Regions from separate parts of the Mus musculus genome. Here region 1 is linked to region 2. A link is a contact called in public Micro-C data. All regions are on one chromosome and are shown on one strand. Each heading gives the region's core, a stretch centred on a gene start, on an enhancer-like site or on the middle of the called end of the contact. The rest is flanking DNA. Distances are from core to core; before and after follow the strand shown.

The links. A called contact is a pair of places that touch in the nucleus more often than the background predicts.
Region 1: a contact with region 2 is called in a Micro-C map of muscle stem cells, with 11 times the contacts expected there. The contact joins two enhancer-like sites. A contact is called at or near these places in 3 of 484 Hi-C or Micro-C datasets (the C2C12 cell line, muscle stem cells and uterus).

Annotation. Positions count from the first base shown.
Region 1 is chr11:45,273,270-45,279,942 of GRCm38.p6, reverse strand. No RefSeq gene overlaps it. Among named protein-coding and RNA genes, the nearest start is that of Gm12159, 160 kb to the right of the region's middle. Within about 2 kb of position 5,237, at least 25 of the 459 cell types and tissues checked have an H3K27ac peak or open chromatin away from gene starts, as enhancers often do. A contact at or near this core is called in the C2C12 cell line and muscle stem cells, where this site is marked.
Region 2 is chr11:44,945,332-44,952,733 of GRCm38.p6, reverse strand. The region is part of intron 10 of Ebf1 (early B cell factor 1); the gene reads right to left. Among named protein-coding and RNA genes, the nearest start is that of Gm51859, 140 kb to the left of the region's middle. Within about 2 kb of position 3,988, at least 53 of the 459 cell types and tissues checked have an H3K27ac peak or open chromatin away from gene starts, as enhancers often do. A contact at or near this core is called in the C2C12 cell line and muscle stem cells, where this site is marked.

The DNA of each region.
Region 1 (6,673 bases), core at 3,988-6,487, 330 kb before region 2:
ATGTGATAAACTGGGTAGCTCTGCTCAAGAAGCCACAGATGTCTAGGTTTTGACTGGCACTAGAAAGAGCAGATCAATATTCTAGACAAACATGTGGCTTTTCTATTTATACAATAAGGTATTTTGAAAAATGGTCTTTTCATAACATCTCCAGTTTTTGCCACATTTAGAAGTTCAAATAAACATATAAATGTATTACCCTTGAATGGGGCTTTGTTTTCTATTTGGGCAAAGTGTCAATATGGCTGTGAGCCTGGTGTCTGTGCTGATAAGGGGGTCACTTGAAACAGAAGAGGGAAGAGATGTCTAGAGAGTTGTGTGTTGACCACAAGCTGATTCCTGGGGTTAATTTTAATGGTGAGAAGCACACGCAGTCTAGTGTAGAGACAATAGGAGGATCACTACATAAGCTTCATACATATTTTGGTCTGTAACATCTCAGTGATTTGCATACAGTGACCACATATCTACATCCTTCAGGAAATCATTTCTTCTTTCATAAGTCTTTGGGATTCCTGAGAGCTGGCTTTTCCACCAGCACCAGCTGAGTTTTGTGACCCAGGTCCATCATCAATCATCAGATTCTTCTTAGCCTGGGTTGCTGGCTCAGGATAGTTAATATAAGCCACTGAGAAACATTAAGGCGTTCACTGGCAATCGCAAAAGAGGTCATGCTTTTGCTATTGAAAATAAGCGTAGCAGAAAGTAGTGTCAGATTTTCTAGTTTCCACATGACTGTTAGAAGGGAGTCTGCCAGAAGTCCCTGAAGAATCTCTACTAAAGTGCTAGAGGTTGGCAAGGGAACATGAGACGTATGCACTTGAGCCCTGGATCAAGCAGTACCTGAAGATAGTTATACCCCACATTATTCACTAGTATGAAATGATAAACTTTATTTCTTGCTTATGCTTGCCTGTGTGTGTTGTTTTTTCCTATCCCTGTAACTACATGATACAGAAGGGCAAAAGGGATCCTAGAATTTAATAATAGAGTCTGCTTGGCTTCTGAAAACAGAAAACAGACCCACATAGAACCTTTTCCTGACTCAGCCCACTGTGTGCCTTCTCCTTCTTCTCTCTCTGCAGATTGACTTCTCTTCCCCAGCATTTGGCTCCAGCCTGCCAGAACAGCCTCCAATACTAGAGAAGTTTACCCAAAATATCCTTGGCCCCCAGTTTCCAGTCACCTAAAGAGAGAAACCCTGAGTGGCCTAAATTGGGCTGAATGGTTTAAGAATAGGTTCTCTTCTTCAAGCTTTGCAGGGGACTTAAGGTATGCATTGTTCCACTTACAAATGGATTTTTAAAATCTTCACCTAAATGCCAACCCCCCATTTTCAGAGGATTAGGGACAGGCTGTGGTCGGTACAACTAATCAACAGTGGCACACATGACAGACCTCCCATCAGTGAAGTGTATCTGGCTTTGAGAAGAGCTTCCAGTCTTCCAGATCAAGGCTATAAAGCAGAAAGGTCTGATTCAGTTTCCTGGGAGCTTGAGGGGTTTCTTGGAGGCAAGAGAAATTAGTGCCACATATGGGGCAGTTCTGGGAAGATGTTGGTGGGTAGATTTTTATGGCTACAGATTTGCTAGTTTTAGATGATCCTTACCTCCCATCAGAAAAGGTCTAAGCTTCATGGTGTTCTAACTAAAATTGGAGCTTCTGGAGTCATAAAGACTTATGCAATCATCTTCTTGTTTGTACTTGAGCTGAACTGTCTCTGACCACTTGCATTTCTGGACATGTAAAAAACAATCAGTCCCTAGCATTGCTTTATTATTGGGGTAACATTGGAGGGTCTAAAGATTGGCTGGAGGAGCTCACTTGGAGATCTTGGCCAGGGATGTGGAAGTGTGTGTGTGTGTGTGTGTGTGTGTGTGTGTGTGTGTGTGTGTGTGGTGTTGGGGTTTGGGTGCATAAGATGGCTGCAAGTAGCAGTGACAGAGAGAGATACTCTAACCTATCATTGTGCAAAGGTCCTGATCTGGGTGTGGCTAACACTCTGGACTACAGAGGGCCTACTAGAAGAGGGGAGGTGTTCAGTCTTTTCTCGCTTCCTGCCTCTTCTCTGAGCCCTTGAATGTTCAGGCTTTATCACTACCAGAAGATTTCAGAATAACAGTTTATGGGAATGGATCTCAGCCCTGGCTGCACATTGAAATCACTTGAGGAGCTTTGAAAACTAGACCAGTGTCTCCAGATCCCCAGACTAATTGAGTCCAAATCTCCAGAGCAGCATCTCAGGCTCTGATATGCTAGAAAGTTCCACAGTTGACTCTAATGCTCAGCTAGGCTCAGCTCCTCTGATATATAGATCTATCTTCAAGGAGTAGACTTCCCCAGTTGGCTACTTTCTTATCTTGGAGGCTGCTTGGAGAACGTTCAGTCTGTGTCCAGGTATCCTGGTTCATTTCATTTTCCTAACCCAAGATATTTGAAAGCCAGTCTCCCTGATAAGACTCTCAAATTGGCAAGTTACTCCCTTTTGTGCTAGCACTGTTAAGGTTCCTAGGTTAGATTCCTTTGATCTAATTTGCATAAGCTTAAGCATGGAGAAAGTTAGAGCTCTGATTGAAATAAGTATGGCATTGCAGAAGGGCAGAGTGGGAAGTGCCTGGGAAAGGGGCATCATAGGCTATATACACTACCCAAAAGATGTTCAATATAGTTCTTTCTTCTCTCCAAAAGAACCATTTTGGTTATGCCGTATTCTCTGTTATTCCTGGCAATCAAACACTGTCTAAACCATTTCTCCGCATGATGATGTTCTGTGTAAAGAGAACATTGTGTAGGGAGAGAAAGGCATGTCAGGTATGGAAGAATGCAACATCAGAAGAACTTGGGGAGAAAAGGCCCTTACTGAAGTTAAAAAAAAAAAGGTGGGGGAAGATGCTCCATTCTTACTCCAAGGAGGACCATAAATTCCAGGGCCTGGGGAAGAGACTCTGATTATCTTTGAACAGCTGGAATACAGAGTTAGTATGTTCTAGTTGAGCAACGTGGTGTGCCCCCAAGAACAATTAAATGTTTAACACCAGATAATGGCTACCTTGCTAGGGGCTTAGTGCTCTGTGCTTCAGTAGCTTACCTTACCAGAGAAGAGACAGAGACTCTGGGAAGAGGAGAGGTGGAGCGCACATATCTCGGGTAGTTAGGGGTGGGGCCAGTGCTAGCCCAAACTTTGCGGTCCATTATGTTCTTTACTTAGGATCTTCCCAGGTCTTCCCAGAGAACCTGTTCTCTCCTGTGTTTCCAGGACTGTGGGCGTCCATGGGCTATTCTAAGTAAGGTTGTAAGCTAAGTGTTGAATCTGTGATTGCATCTTGTTTTGGAAGAAGACCATCCTGCAATTCAACTACTCCCACCAGACTACTCTGACAAGTGGCTGTTTAGCATATATCCTAGGATGCTTTTCCTTTGTGTTTTCTTGTACACTTTTTCAACGGTAAACTATATTATTTCAGATTGGTGAGATAGTTCCATATGGACTAGTGAACATATAGACCATGTATTGAAGAAACGACCTTTTATTATTTAAACATTTACTCCATAAACTCTGTCATAAGACTAAATTTCTAAGAGAGGCCCATTGGACACACAAACTTTATATGCCCCAGTACAGGGGAACACCAGGGCCAAAAAGGGGGAGTGGGTGGGTAGGGGAGTGGGGGTGGGTGGTATGGGGGACCTTTGGGATAGCATTGGAAATGTAAATGAGCTAAATACCTAATAAAAAATGGAAAAAAAAGGACTAAATTTCTAATGAGAATTGCTCAAGGGATCTACTTGAGGGAACACATGTTCAACAAATATTTTTGAGTGCCTGCTGTATGCTACTGTGATAATGATGGACATCCCAATGATGAAAACAGTTGGTTCCCCCTCTTGAGAACTTTACAGTAGACTGGGAGTAGAATAATTAGTCAATTAGGAAAATCGTGTTTGTAAGACAGCCGAGCATCTAAGATGCCTGCTACAATGAATCTTTCCCACACAGCTTATGCCTAGTCTAAATACCAGCCTCAGACTGCACTTTATGCTCCTCATCTTCTCTGAAATGTTTTCATTATAGAAACTATAAAATACCAGCCCTGCTCCAGTTATGGGACCATGGATTCTGACTCACTTAAGCAAGATTCCGTGAGGTGGTACTCCCTGCCCCTGCACAAGGCCACCACCCCACATTAGACACATGGCCATTTTAGTACCTAAGTTTTGAATCCACTTGTGTTTGCTGGTCTGATAAGGACAGTTTATATCACTGTCCAAACTAGCATGACAGACTTGAGGGTGTGTCTTTCTATCTCTAAATTACCCCTAACCCTAAAGTTCTTGCCTGTCCCTAGAGGCTTAAGGAAGGGACTTCTGTTATCTGCTTTCCTGATATGCTGAACTAATGGTACAAGGCTCTCTTGGCTATCCAGCCTGGAAGAAACAGAACACCAATTTAAATCATGAAAAAAAAATCCCTCAGTGAATCTATCATCATTAATCTTACTGTCAGTTTTAATTTTGGGGACATTACCTCACTCAACACCAGTTGAAAAGAGCTGCCAAAACCTATGATGTCATCATCACTGGCCGTGTCTGACCCTGCCTGCTGATTCTCAGAGCTCAAGCGAGTTAATAAATCCCCTGGCGCTTGGACACACAGTGGAGTTTTATTACAATGAAGGTATAACCCATGATGTTGTTCCAATTAAATGGCCTGAGAAAATACTTTCTTGTGTTTAGCAAAACTGTAAAACATAATTATCCTCCTGCAGTTGATTTTCATCATTGGCCAGAGTCTATGCCACTTCTTTCATACATGCGTGGACACACACACACACACACACACACACACACACACACACACACACAAACACAGAGGCTCAGAGAGGAGTAGAAGGAAATTCATTGAGGTTGCTGCATATTCAACATGAGCAGCTTTTCTAGATTACCAGCTAGAGACCTAGTGGGTGGCTGCCAACCTGCATGGCATCCAGGCACTGCTGTGTGAGAGGCAGGTGAGGGCACTGTGGGGCTTGGCACAGAGCAGAAGCTGGACTGTAAGAAAGGGTGGGGGGGTGGAGCTTTGGATGAACCTGGAGACCGACAGCTGTTCTCTCAAGACTCTGGGCTGCATCGCTCCTCAAATATTTATGAATAATTTCCTTCGGCGTGTTTCTGACTGCTCAGGATATTAGTTTTTGCTGCTTTCCTTACTCATGGTCCATCTGAGGTCTTCTGGCCTGACCCTCTTGTGAAGTCATGCTGCCGGCCAGGCGCCACCGTGTCAGGCCACTGCCATGGCGTCAGTATTCCAGGCCACAACATAGGCTTTGCCACTGCAGCTGGAGGAGGGCTGGGCAGGGTGGAAAGGAAGCTCCTTCCAGCCCACTTTCCTCATATATAACACATAGAGCCTAAGGGAGAGAGCATTGGGTCCATGCCTAAGAAGATGAATGTTTTCAAACACCACACGGGGGTGATTGTGTCCTGTGGTAGCCGCTGTCTAGAGGGGATTATTATGCGTGTGTGACACAGATAGACACATTTTAAATTTTTCAAGCATCAATATTATGGCCAGAGTCTTCACGAGTCCCCTCCCTCTGACTTATTCCCAATGACTCCTCCTGAACTCTTCTCTCCCCCACCCAGCCAGCTCCCCTAAATGGCCCTCATCAATCACACCATTGCAGTACAGTTGGCTTTGCTCAGAGCACAAATGAGGATGAGTGGAAGACCCCCAAGCTCATTTTTCATGCCCATCTCCAACAGGAACTGCTCCTGGGTCTCCAGGGGTGAGTGTGCAGTACACAAATTCACTGTCCCTTTTGCCCTCCCAGATGGAAGCCCTTTGAGAGTCTTCATTATTTTTTTAGCAGTCTGGTATAAAGTACATCCATGCCCAAGACACATCGCCTGGTGTAAGAGTCCTTGACTGCATTCTCTTAGCAGTCCCTGCTGTTTGTGGAAAATTGTCTTGGCATACTTGTTAAACCTCAATAAATATGTTTTAAATAACTGTGAGGTCTTTAACATATAATAACTGTCTGATTAAGTCTACATTACATTCTTACACATGGCACTTAATTTGAAGTGTGACCAGTGCTTGGTGAGCGCTGAGAAGACATCTTTGGGGGAGAAGAGGGTGTTTAAGGGTCTTTGATGATGTAATTAAACTACATTCTTTTAGGTTCGTGCATGGGTAATCCAAGTAGAAGAAGCTTGCAGCAGAGTGGAAATAAAACACGGAACTTGAAGTTGAAAGGCCACATTCAGTACCCAGTTGTACGTGGTGCATATACGGCCCTCATATGGTAAGGCAAGGGTGACGACTGCTGTTTGACATTTTTATATCCCTTTTGACTGCTCAGCATGAAAGTTTCAGATGAGAGCTTATTCTGTACAAGATAATGAAGACAAAATATTGGGCTATAATGCACCCACTTCCTTTATGGGTAATGTCTGCCCTTCCAGTTCAACTTTGCCCCTTAGTTGCTAAGTTATAGATACATGAAAAAGATCATATGTACTTTCATGCTCTAATAGGTAATACTTTCATAATCTTCCATGTAGAAGGGGAATGGGCAGAAAGAAACTTGCCGAGAACTGGTGGAGATCGGGGGTTATTCATAGTCTTTGGAGATAGACATTGTTCAACTGGGGTTATCATCCAAAGTGCTCT
Region 2 (7,402 bases), core at 2,739-5,238:
ATTTTGTAGGCTAATTGTGAGTTCTTGTATACATGTGGGCATATTTTATTTCCACTGTTCTATACTTTATGACATTATTTTATGGTACAAATACTATAATAGAAAATAAAATTATTTCAAATATGTTTTATTTGAAAGGCATCTACCTCCCTCAAAAAAAAAAGAATTATGTAGGAAAAAAATTTAAGTGTTCAAATGCTTTAGAACAATTTAGTTGTAGGAAATTACAATGGTTATTAAAGCATCAAGTTAGAAAAGGAAGCACACAGCGCATCATAATGCAGTTATATGTGAAAGATGGGCTTAACTAGTTAGCAGTAGCCGGTGGGAGAATACAGTAAGTCTACACTGTGTGAAATTATGCTTCTCTTCAATGCCGTGCTATGGAGAAGACTTAGTGTGTGAGGAAAGGGGTATATTAAATAAAGCAGAAGATGAAGCTGCATGTGTGAATAGACACACAGTACAATATAGTCACAGATGCAAAACAAAACAAAAAAAGATGTTTGCCTGTGTTTGTTATACATAGAAAAATAACAGAGAAGTCCAGGGAGGCATTGCCATTACTGGGTGATGAGTACTGGGTGAGTTTGTACCCTTTTATCCTCTCTTGGTTTTTGCTTTTTGGGGGGGGGGTTGTTTGTTTATTTGCTCTGTTTTGCTACATAATTAGCACACGTTATTTTGTGAATGGTGTTTTGAAATGGAAATGATTGTTATTTCCTTGAGCAAATCATCCAGAGATGTGTGAGAGGAGCACTTGGACTCACTAGCAGGCTTAGTAGCCACTCTTCCTACCCTTGGCTTGTGAGACCTCAAGGGTGTTCTCCAGCCAAGGACTCCTGGGCCAGAGCTTTAGTGAGAACTGCCCATTAGCAAGCTAGAGAGTCTCATGCACATTCCTGCTACATGCCAAGTGTGGGACACTCACTTGCAAAGGGGCTGCAAGCTTATGGAAATCTTGAAGTAGTTGGAAATAATGTTAGGATTTGATGGTAGATTCTAGGGTCACACTGGCAGATAGTGGCTCCTGTGGTCACACTGTCCAAATACTTGGCAGATGACTCAACCCTTCTTGCCTCCTTCTCCTTATCTGTAGCATCAGGGCAGTACTTGTGGCCGAGTCGTGCTCGAGCCAATGCTTCTGCATTTGTAAACTCTTAGAAGCAGACAGCACATAAGTACTGACATTGTTGTTAAATGAATCCTATGAATCTGAGTTCGTTGGTCAGAAGTCCTTATAACGAAGAGCCAAATATGGTCAGAATACATGTCAAATCATTGCCCTTCTCTAAGTGGTCAGAGAAGCCTTTCTTGGGCATGGCTGTCATTTGCTGGTGAAACTAAGTCATTAGGTACTTCCAGGCGCCTGGTAAGGCTTCACATATCCACCCTGATGCTCTGTAATGGTGATGGTAGCACTAAGGTTCAATGACTAAGTTGCTAAGTGCAAGTATTACTTGTAGCTTTGTATTGAGTACTCTATATTTAGAGTTTCATCTAAGACATAAAACCAAGAAGGTATTCCATAAATATTTACTCAGTGGGAGAAAAGAATGAATGAATTGAGTGAATGACTTCATCACATCCACATCAAGTATACTACTTCTAAACATATTACCTCAAGGTAGGCATGGTTTGATACATTTGTCATTGATTGTTAAGTAGAGTGATATATTCCTTTAACCCCAACACTCCAGAAACAGAGGCAGGATGATATCTGTGAATTAGAGGCTAGGCTGGTCTACATAACAAGTTCCAGGGCAGCCAGGGAGACTTCTTCTAAAACAAAACCAAAAGTGAAACAAACAAACAAACAAACAACAAAAAGAAAACCAAACCAAACCAAACCAAAAGAATCAAGCAACAACAACAACAATAATATCAAAAAACTAATGTGGAAACATCAATGCTTTCAGACTAGAAAATGTACTCTTGTTCATGTGGAAACCATAATGTCCATATCAAAAGAGCAGACAAGTATAAACACTTTTTTCCTCCAAGATGGAAACAAATCATAGCTCAGACCTTGAATGTCTTCTAGAACGTTTCATAGGAACGGTTGGGAGGAAGAGAGCCCTGAACTCAGAATCCAAAACAGTAGCAGCAGCAACCAGAAACAGGCAGTTCATGTAACTGGTTCTGTGGTTTCCACGGCCAGGTAGAGCGTGACAAGAACGTTACAGGAACTGACATCAAGTCCAGAACTAGCCATAGAAGCGGTCTACATGGTAAATGTCACTATAACAACAGTCGCTACGGAACAAAAGGGGAAAACCTGTTGAGATCCTGCCTAGTTGTGTTGTGAGCACTCCTGAGGGCCTCTGCGCACACTGCATGTTTGAATGTGTAGTGTAAGCTTTAGCCTTTTCTGGAGGTGAATCTTGGCTCCAACACCTGGGGGACTGGGAGACTGGGAGACTGGGAGACTGGGAGACTGGGAGACTGGGAGACTGGGAGACTGGGAGACTGGGAGACTGGGAGACTGGGAGATTGGTGAGAAGCCCAGTGTCCTGCGGTTGTAAAACCTTGATAGGGTCTCCAAGTCATTTTCCTCAAATGTGTGCAACCCACGAAGATAATTATAGATGACCATTTCGTAAGCACTTTATTGCTTCCCCCCCCCCATAAATTTTAATTTTGGAAAGTTAAAAGTGAAAAAAATGTGGTTTCAATTTCCTACAAATTGCACACAATTTAGTTTTAACAAGAAAATAGGAACAAAGTGGGGGGGGGGTCATGTTCTTTAAAGTGAATTAGGAACTAGAGTTTGTTTCTACCCACTCAATGCCATGAGAAAAATAAAGCACAAGATTTAGGATCAATGCCTCCCAAAAATGGAACTCATGAACCATGGTAGAGAGACATAGTCTTTAAAAAAAAAATCTAAACATGATGTAAGCAGTCTAACAGCAGAGTAACACCATTGAACTGAGCTAGTCTGTGTCTGTAGAGAAGAAAGCAAACTTCATGAAGGCCAGAGGGAAAATGGTGAATGAAACTGGGGTAGATGCTGATAACCCTCACACATACGTAGCAGAATGTGTGTGAATAAGAAAAGGCTGCATGACCTCATGAGCTCTTCATTTTACTCTCAACTGTGCTGCCTACAACGAAAGACAATTAAAAACAATTATTCCTGAAATTATTTAAACACACAGCTAAAAATAGAACAAAGCAACAGAATTACAGAATTGTCAATATATATGAATATATATGTGTGTGTGTGTACATGTATAAACATATATACATATATGTGCATAGAATATATATATATATATATATATAAAAGAAATTGTATCCTTCTGCTGAGACCTGGCTGTCATCTCGGTGTTAGATCATGTTTTTTCCAAGGTAGTCATCTGTGGCGACTAGCCTGTTAAAGACAGGAAACCCACAAAGTGTCTCTACCACACCAAGCACACTAGCTGGAAAGCAAACAATGAAATCAGTCAGCCAGGTGTTTTCTCTCGTGTGCCAAACTTGGATTGGATATTGTGTCTCCTTAATTTGTCCTCTGCCTTGGTAGCTGTGCACTCTGTTTGGTAAGAAAAATTATGCAAGTAATAAACTACTTCATCAAAGTTGTTTCTCTTTTGATCAAATTACATTATTCAATTATACCACCGACCCTTCTCAAATGTTCTACTTCCAAAAAGGTTTACTCCCTAACATGCCCTAAGAATCCTTCCAAAATATTAGCATTTGTAGTCTTTAAAATAAACAAATAAACAAAAAGACCCTCACTACTTCAAGTTTTCTGATCAAAAATAATAACTCCCTAGTATTTTTTTTCTAATTAGGGTTGAACTTGCAAGACTAGAATGCCTCTGACTATCGGAACATGGAGTTCTGGCTTTCAAAGGTCCAGCCATAAACTTAGACTTGGCAAACTTAGCATATTACTCATTGGCTAATAATCCCATTAGTCAAAACTGCAAGCTCTTGGTCAAGTGCATATTTTATATATTACTGCATGAAACCCTAGCAGGAGTCCCACATCCCAAATGTCTTTTGAAGGCACAGGGATTAACATGAGGCAATTTCCTCTGTTCACACAGAAACGCTGGCTTTCCCCCATGCGAATATCAGTAACTATGTGGGATTGCTGAAAGGCCGTTTGCTTCCTTCTGCAACCACATTAGCCGTCCCATCAGGCAACGACTTCCATTGAGTTCTGCATTGGCTGTCCACAGTAGTCACCTGTACACAAAGCTGTATGGTAGCAAGAGAAGAGGAGGGCCTTGTTGCAAAATACTCAGAAACATCAAGGGTCTGAAACTCTCTGCTATGCAGACTGAGAAGAAAGCACGTGGTTAAATGGAGTATTCTTTTCTTTTGGTTCAATATATCCTTTCAAAACAGGCCCCGCAAAAGCCTTCTAAACCTATGCCACCCATGTCCACTAGGCTCATTTCTAAACCCGTCACATCAGATCAAAAATGTCAGCCCTACCTGCCAAGGAGCAGGAAATATTTGACTCACTGCTCCAAGTACCTCATTGCTCTCTACAAAACCAAAAATGCGTGGAAGATGTGGATGAAGAAAGGAGACTGCATTCACTTGTGTGCACGGAATTTTAGTTTCAAATATTCTTTCTTACTCAATATTGAGTCAATCTTCAGGATTTTCCATCTTAAGAGAATAAAAAGAAAAATACCCAACTATCCTCAAACCTCTTGTGGGGATGAAAGGGAGAAGGGAGCTGGGATGAGTGCAGACACTGACCTTGGAGTTACAGCCTGTGGCTTCTGAAATCCTGAAGAAGAACAGTTTTTTTGGTTTTTTTGGTTTTTTTTTTTTTGACAAGAGATAATGATGAGGGGGTGAATGGGTGGAATGGAATTTTTCTCCTAACTTCTTACTATATATACTTTTTGGATAAACAAATGTATTGGTTATGTTAGAACGCCTGCTTAGTGCCCGTTTAAAGAGGATGGACCTCAATAATTAGAGAGAAATCAGAAAAATCAGACTCAATCCAATCCTTTCCACTCTCAACTCTCAACCTATAGGGTAAGCAGCCTTCCATTGGACTGGTTCCCTGGAATCTTAGACTGAACCATCTAACTCCAGGCATCTACAAAGACTACCACCGCAGTGTGCCACATCACTTAAATTTGTGTTGTACTGACAACACAGCCTCTCTGTCTCACCTTTACTGTTTGTTACGCTGGGTGGCCATGCTTGGCATATGTTGGCATTCAATAAATGGCAAAGAATGAAACTCAAGAAAATAACAGAGTTGTTTATATTTTGGGGAAATTCACTTTACTGTCAACTATTATTGGGCTCAGTCAAACAGATACCTAAAAGCAAAGAGAAGAGCAGGGATCTCAGAGGATTTTGATAGATACATGATAGACTTGAAATTTCTATAGACATTTATTTTAAAGTGCTGAGACCCATAAGGGACCCAGTTCAATGCTTAGGGGAGGGGAAAGACCAGTACTGGACAGCTGTGCAGGCCAATGATGGGCAGGGATCTGTGGAGGATGGTGGGGGGAGACTTATGAAGGACTTTGGTACACATTTCATCTGCAGAAGTGAACCCAAAAACCCAGGTTCCCAAACCAGGGTTTAGTAACAGATCACCTAAAGTTCTACATGGAATAGTGTGGATAAACATTTGGAAGCAAAGTGTAAGAAATCAGATATTCCTGAAACTTCTGAGTTGGCTAAACATCTGTAGCACTTTTAAGAGTTGTCAGAACTTAAGAGCCTGCTTTGATAAGCTTTGGAGTGAGCCCATGTCCTAACATACTTCTGGAATCCTGGGCCCTCAAGGTAGGTACACACCACCCACTCTCCCTTGAGCCTCCCAAGTTTAAGCCCTCATTTTGACTGTTTCTTTCTTTGCAGCCAAATCTCAACCGCAGCTCAACTTTCCCAGCCTCTGGAGAGGGAGGATTTGGCCTGCTTTCTGACCAAGTGTGATGTGTTTTGTTCTGTTTATGAGATAGGCTACAGAGCCCTTTCCAGGATAATCAGTCATCTTGACTATGACCCTGAGCAAAAGCAGATGAAACTGGGAGATTCTAAGTCAATGGATTCGTTTTATAAACTCGCTGGATCCTGATGAGACAAATTAGTTTTGATTCAGTTTTAATTTTTTTCCCATCCTTCAAGGATAACTTGGAATACTATACTTGAATACATTCTCAATTAAAAGCAATCTCTTGAAGTAAAAACATAATGGTTTTCTAACCCTTTTTTGTTCACACATCCATCAATCGGCCCCTTCAACATCCATTACTGGGCTTTGTACTCCTTTCCAAACATTGTGTCTATTAGGCAAACTCTAGCCTTCCAGCTGTGTGTTCTTTACCCCTTAATAAAGTTTTGGTCAATAAAGACACAGGTGAATGAATGAATGAGTGAATGAATGAATGAATGAATGAATGAAATGTTGAAGAGACCTGTCCACTCGGAGAAGTAGAGTGCTGCCAATGGTATGCATGTGAAACTTAGGAAATCTTGCAGCGTGTTTTACAGATGGACACTAGTTCCCAGAAACTTGAAATGGAAACAGCAGATATAAAACACATAGTGTCACCTCCGTCTAGTGACTTCTAACCAAGATGCTGAGAAGAGAAAGAGACCCTTTCCTGATACCCTGTCCCCCTTCATGGGCTGAGTCCCCCCTGTATAAGTTGGTCCTAAGTTTGGAATGGAACAGGAACAATGTTTGGCTCATCAGGACCCAGATGTCAGTGATATGGTTCAGATGGCAAGACCACACATCTGTTCACAGAATTTGGAAGCAGGAAGGGGCTTTGGTGGCTTCCGGGGCTACTGGAAACATGTGGTATACACATGCATCCTATACTCACAACAGAAAAGTGAAATGTATCCGGGTACCTCATAATAGGCAAAACAATGTCACCTCAATTCTCTTTGGGCCTTCCCTTAAATTCTTGCATTTTTGTATGCAGTTTTCATCTACTGAATAAACCCAGCTTACAACTATCCCTCATTGTACGAGTCATGGAAGAAAGTCTGGGATGACTTAGCTAAGGGGTCAGTTTAGACTGTATTTTCTATGTTGGTAGGGAATGTGCCCATCATATACAGAGTATCACCAGTTAATCAACATATGGAGGGTGAATAATTCACATTGAATGCATGAATGATTTAATGAGTGAGTGAATGATTGAATGAATGAATAGCTAAGGCACAAACAACCTCTCTGTTACCATTGTGTATGATTAATGACAGCCAAAAGTCACAACTCTGAGGCCAGTTGGCCTGTGCATAGATCCTGATTTTGTCCCTTCCTAGTTCTATGACCTAAAACAAACGTAGAAATTCTCCCTGATTCTGTTCCTTCATTTATAAGGTGAGGAGCACAGCACTTGTCTCACAGTCTCTTGAGAGCAGATGTTTGGGAATATGTGGCATG